Linked DNA regions of Mus musculus: region 1 is linked to region 2. The links are chromatin contacts, called in public HiChIP or PLAC-seq maps. All regions are on one chromosome and are shown on one strand. The core of a region is the stretch at or near the end of the contact, and the rest is flanking DNA. Distances in the headings are between cores, read along the strand shown. Region 1 overlaps Gm15232 (predicted gene 15232). Region 2 has its middle 30 kb from the start of Gm30354.

Region 1 (2,931 bases), core at 152-2,651, 180 kb after region 2:
AGTCTCTGCGTTTAGCACTTTCATAAAAGTAAGATATGAGGTCATAACTTAGGAATCTGGCCTTACTAGCAATTCCTTACCTCAGGGTTGCTTCAGGCTAGGATCATAGCACTTTAAGGAAGATACTAAATAGGATATAAGATGTGGCCCATCCCCTCTACTAGGAGAATAGCTTTGTTTCCTTTCTGTTGCTATGATAAAATACCTTATCAGACCAACGTAAAGGAGAAAGGGATTATTAGGTTCACAATTCCAGGTTATCGTACATCATGATTGAGAAGCCAAAGTGGTAGGAGCTTAAATCAGCTGGCCCCATCACGTTCATAACTGGAAAGGAGAGAGTCACGAACACATGCTGTTCCACTTAATGGCTCCATTTTATACAGTCCAGGGCCCCTGTCCATGCAACAGACCTTTCAGCAGTTAAAATAGGTCTTCTTACATTGGTTAATTTGTGTAAGAGAATTTCTAAGAGGCATTCTGTGATATTAATAGTAATCTACACAGCCCCTCACAGGTGTGCTCAGAGGCCTGTCTCCCAGGTGTCAATTTGGCAATTGATATTGACCATCACCAACAGCATCTTGATGCAACATTTTAAACTCCAGATCCTCCTTGACCTATCAAGATCCGGGATTATACATATGTCCCATCACTCTCATGTATTCTATCCTGGGGGTTGAGTCCAGAGTCTCCTGTATGCAACACAAGCACTCTAGCAACTGAGCTATTGCCTAGGCCCATTTTTATATTTTCAATAATTGAAATGTCAGTATAAGAATTCATATCACTGGGTGGAGACAGTTAGACAACAAAACAGCACATATGAAGCCATCCCAACATTGTTTCAACATTAAGTAGAGCTGGCGTGGCAGTGCATGCTGCATGAGACCCTGGTCACAAAATTAAGCAAATACAGATTAGAATAAAAGCAATCAAATTATGTAGAAAGAGCAAACTCTTGAACGAATTCATACTAAGAGAGCTGGAGGTAATGGATGATTTTCATTTACCTCCTCTTCCTTCATTTTCTTCTTTTGGTTTTGAGATGGGGGTCTCACTGTGTAGCACAGGCTAGCCTTAAACTCACTATACAGCTTAGTCTGGTATTAAACTTCCAATAATCCTCCCACGTCAGCTCTAACTACATGCATTAGCTACCATGGCTGATCAACTTTAAATGTTTTGTACAGTGAAAGGATAGGAATTGGATAATGTCTTACACAATAACAATGGTATACAGACATAAGGAAAGGAGATCCTGTGTTCACAGTCAGTGTGGTGCCTAGGCTCTAGAGCAAAGAGCCACTGACTGACTGCCTTGCTCTGCTCTGCTTGAGGGCTCCTCCCTCCTCGCCACTGGCCCTGTTCTGTCTGCTGATCTTGTGAGTCATCCTTTGCTCTATTTCCCACCACACCCAATCCCCTGGGTGAGTTACTGCTCACTTCCTTGACTTCAAGTTGTTGTCCACAGTAGATCAAAGTTCAGACTGTAGAAATTTTACTCAGCATTTATATTACTAAGCTACTCTTTTCTACCATGGAGCTTTTATCTACTATGACAATTCATGCAGTCATTGCATCTCCTCCTCCCTCCTATAGCACTGCAAATATGCCTTCTGCAAACATCTGAAAAGTCCCTCTCTGTAGGGATTGTATGGACTTCCCTAACTTCTGTCATAAGAATAAACAGCTATGCCCGGCTATAATTCTCTTCCTGAAAGATCAACCATCTTCAATGACCCTTCTGCCTCTCCTTTCTATCCCCACCCTTTTGATACGATAGAAGTTTAAATTAACCTGTTCTGCTAAAACAACGAAGTACTACAAATAACCTAGCTGTGCAACCAAAGGGGATGAGGTGAAAAGCAATATTGCAAGTGTTATGAGCTTAGGCTCCGGGGGAGCAGGAGAGCTAACAGTAAAAAGTACTTTCCTTGCAAACACGAGGTCCTAAGAGTTCAGTCCTTAGAACCCATGTTAGAAAAATGGCTAAGAATTGGAGGGGAATGTGATCAAAATACATATATGAAATTCTCAATTAATAAAAATATTGCTAAAATTGAGTGCAGTGATTAATAAAATAATAAAAATAAATTAATAAAAATATTTTTAAAAATTGAGTGCAGTAACACTGAGTCTCTTGAGGCAGCCAGACTAACCTTTGTGGTGAGGTTTCCGGCCAATGAGAAACTTTGTCTCCAACAGATGGACAGATGCCAAAAAGAACCCTCCAACACACCTCCAAACTGAATTAAAAGAACAAGTTTCAGTATTCCAGGACAACACATATAATATAATTATTTTACTTTTATGTTAATGAGACCAGCTCTCTGTAGCCCAGGACAGTATGAAACACATAATCATAAGCTGACCTCAAATTCATGGACAATCCACTTGCCTCAGTTTCCCCAGAAACCACACACAGCTTTGTTCCCATTTTTTTTAACATAAGTAGATCATCTACATAGGTTATATTGCTATTAGTAGTTTCTAGAAGATACTTTTAAGAGATTTTATTTATTGATAGTCCATTTCTCTTCTTATCTAATATTTTGTGTTAATTATGAATGACTTAAATATTTTAGAGTAAAGAAAATAATTTTCTGCTTGTCTCATAGGATTCTATAGCTTCTGGTTTCAGGTCCCTTTATGGAAGGCACACATGGTTCAGACTACTGTTTATTTGCTTGCCCTGCCTTGGGGGCGAACTATATTTAGATAGAAGTTGACCATTTTGGTTTTACTTTACTTATAAATTTGTTTCCTTCAGTATCTATTTTCATGTAAGCTTAAGGGTGTCACAGTTCAGCTCAGGCAAGCAAGAGTATATAGGTATTTTGGGTCACCTATATTTACCAGAGCTCAAAGTGCTTAAGTAGATTTAGAATATTTGGTAACAATTCATAACCAATAGAAACATTTGTTCTG
Region 2 (2,836 bases), core at 299-2,798:
CAAGAGACCACCACAAGATTTGTTTTGTTGACTTTCCCTCACAAGAGGAGGAGAGAAGGGTCATTAGACTCTCAACTGAAATTCTAACAACTGTCTTCTGCACACCCCTACAGTTGTATATGATTCTGCCTTAGCTACTCACAGTTTCAGGGTGTCAAAAAATATTCCGTGAGGAAGAGTCAGTTAAAGGAGAACACCATCTCTGCAGTTTGGGGAGGTTGCCACTAGTACGGTGGTGAGGTTTTGGTGATGCCAATCTTTACCCACATGCTTGTGAGTAAACCTTCACGTGTGTCCCTAAAGTAGGCCTCATTGGTCCACCAAGGTGAACTTGAGTGGAATTGCTGTTTTTTGTCCTCTGTTGGTGTCTAATGTAGGTATGAATAGAGTTTAGTTTTTATCTCCTCAGAAATATTTCATGCAGCAATGAGCACTGCTTTTACCATATTTATCCAAAATCATTTATGTCTTTATTTCCGTTTTAAACTTCTTATTGATGTGAATTTCACATTATTCAACTAACCCCACTCATCACCTCTTCCTCTCATACCCTCCCTCCACCCTTGCAACCTCCCCACAACAGAGAACAATCTCATTGTGGAAACTGTAATGTGTCATAGTATGTCACACAGTATACCCTTTTGTCCACCTTTCTTTGCTTTCAATGTTCATTGCAATGATTCATCTTGGTATGAGGCATCTGGCTTCTGCTACACTATCAATACAGGAACTTCACTGGGACTCCTCGCAGATACCCTGTTGGTGCCTGTGTCAAAAAGATCCTGTAGTTTTGGATCTGCAGGACCAGACCCTTCATGTATCCCAGCAATTCATTGATGGGGTAGCTGTTGGGGTAGGCCAATTAAAATCCTTGTTTCTAGGCTTGAGAAGTTTCAAAGATCAGCCTGCTGGCTTTCCCACTTTCATGGCCTCAGGGCTGGCTCACCAACAAACCCACAACCAGGGACATCTCTACTATGCTTCCCAGGCAAGATTCAGGGCCCACTCTCCTGAGTCTTGCAGCTGGTGAGGGACACATGGCCAGTTCTCTTACTCTCATGACCATGGAACCAGCTCTCCCACCTGCCATTGATGGTGAGGAACAAGGGCGGGGAGAAGGGCATTTCTCCCTTCTCAGCACCACAGCCCAGCAGAAAAGAGGCAGGGCTAGCTCTCTTGTGCTTGGGACAGCTCACCTGCAACCCACAGATCTAGGGCCAGCTCTACTGTGCTACCCAAGTAGCAGGGCCTGCTCTCCTGAGTACTGCAGCAGGTGAGGATCAGGGTCATCTTCTCCTGCTGTCATGGCAGCAAGGGGCAAGGGTCAGGAGAGCATCCCTCCTTCTCCCAAACTGCCACACAGTAGACAAGAGGCAGGGTTAGCTCTCCTACATTAATATTTGGGGCTGGCTCACCTGTGCTACAACAGGTGATGGGCAGGGACAGGTCTCCTTCTCTCTTGACCCCCATTTGGGTCAGCTCTCCCACCAGCTCATGATGTTGAGGGCAACAGGAAGTGAGGAGTTTTCTTCTTCACTGATGCTACTGCACAGAAGACAAGAGACAGAGATGCTTCTGCCAAGGTCAGCTGAAGTGGTTGTTCTCCCAAGTGCTGTAGCAGGTAAGAGGCAGGGCCAGCTTTCCTGCTTTCATGACCTGGGGCCACATTTCCTGACTGCTGTGGGTGGCAACAGATGAGTAGGGCATCTCTCCCTTGTCCTTGTCACCACATGGCAGACAAGAGGGGAGACCAGCTCCCCCATGCTCACGTCTACAGGGGCCAGATTAACTGTGTCCCACCAGCAGGTTCAACTCTACTATGCTGCCCAGATGAGGTGTAGGGCCCATTTTCCCAAGTGCTGCAGCTGGTGATAGTCAGGTTCACTTCTCCAATCTCATGGCCACAAGACTGAGGTCTCCCTCCTGCCACAGATGGTGAAGGGCAACAGGGGGGGGGGGAAATTTCTACCTTGTTCATGCCACCTCACAAGAGACAAGTGATATGGCCAGGTCTCCCAGACTCATGTCTGGGGAGTCACTCATGCGCAGCTCCAGCAGCATGCAGGGGCTCACTCTCCTGTTCCCATATACTCCAGCTGGCTAGGGGCAGGGTCAGCTCTAATGCTTTCATACCACCAGGACCAGCTGTCCCAGGATGCCCAGGTGAGGGGTGGAGCCAGTTCTGCACAGCCATCAGACATGAACATGTCAGGAAGCCCTGATCTTTTGTATGTGTACTTAGAAGTTATTTAAATTTCTATGAAATGATCATATTTGTGTAAAGGAAAAATTGGTTGTAGGAACTGAAGTGTTTTGACCCTACTGTTTGGCTCCCTTTGTAGCTGTGTTCTTTGTATGTATGCTGAGACTCTCTTTGCATATAGACTCTAGAGGCGTCCTTTGTATGTACATAGTAGAAGTTGTCTTTGACCTCTTCCTGACATCCTTTTGCCACTCTACACCATGAAGGGTCGCCATAAGTCTGCCTCCCAACAGCACAGATTAGTTTGTTTGGATTTTCATACTTTATAGAAATAAAATCATAAAGTATTACATTTGGATCTGGCTTCTTTCATCCAACACTGTATTTGCCAGATTCCTATTACTGGAAAATTTTAAACTCAAAAGTTCAGACTGTGTTTATCTTTTTGTGAGGCTTAGTGTATGGTATGAGGAGAAGAACAAAAATATTTCTTTTAGAAAAACTGAATCTCAGGAGACCTAATAATCCAGCCATCATAGTTTAGACAAGACTATTTTTTCCCTTGTTCTGTGTTTTCTTTTTCTTAGAAATTGAGCTCTGGTTATAACTCTGTTTCCTGTAAAGAGTTCAAGT

Evidence for each region. HiChIP or PLAC-seq counts read pairs in DNA pulled down with a chosen protein or histone mark.
Region 1: a contact with region 2 is called in a BATF HiChIP or PLAC-seq map of CD8 T cells, with 10 read pairs. The contact joins two enhancer-like sites. A contact is called at or near these places in 1 of 15 datasets of contacts at CTCF or cohesin (pro-B cells), 2 of 484 Hi-C or Micro-C datasets (embryonic fibroblasts and nephron progenitors) and 2 of 115 datasets of contacts at active chromatin or transcription factors (CD8 T cells and large pre-B cells).

The regions. Positions count from the first base shown.
Region 1 is chrX:167,090,665-167,093,595 of GRCm38.p6, forward strand. Gm15232 (predicted gene 15232) reads right to left here. Exons shown (of 4, transcript NR_168066.1): 3 at 2,163-2,249. Among named protein-coding and RNA genes, the nearest start is that of Gm15232, 10 kb to the right of the region's middle. Within about 2 kb of position 1,402, at least 164 of the 459 cell types and tissues checked have an H3K27ac peak or open chromatin away from gene starts, as enhancers often do. A contact at or near this core is called in CD8 T cells, where this site is marked.
Region 2 is chrX:166,913,098-166,915,933 of GRCm38.p6, forward strand. No RefSeq gene overlaps it. Among named protein-coding and RNA genes, the nearest start is that of Gm30354, 30 kb to the left of the region's middle. Within about 2 kb of position 1,549, at least 9 of the 459 cell types and tissues checked have an H3K27ac peak or open chromatin away from gene starts, as enhancers often do. A contact at or near this core is called in CD8 T cells, where this site is marked.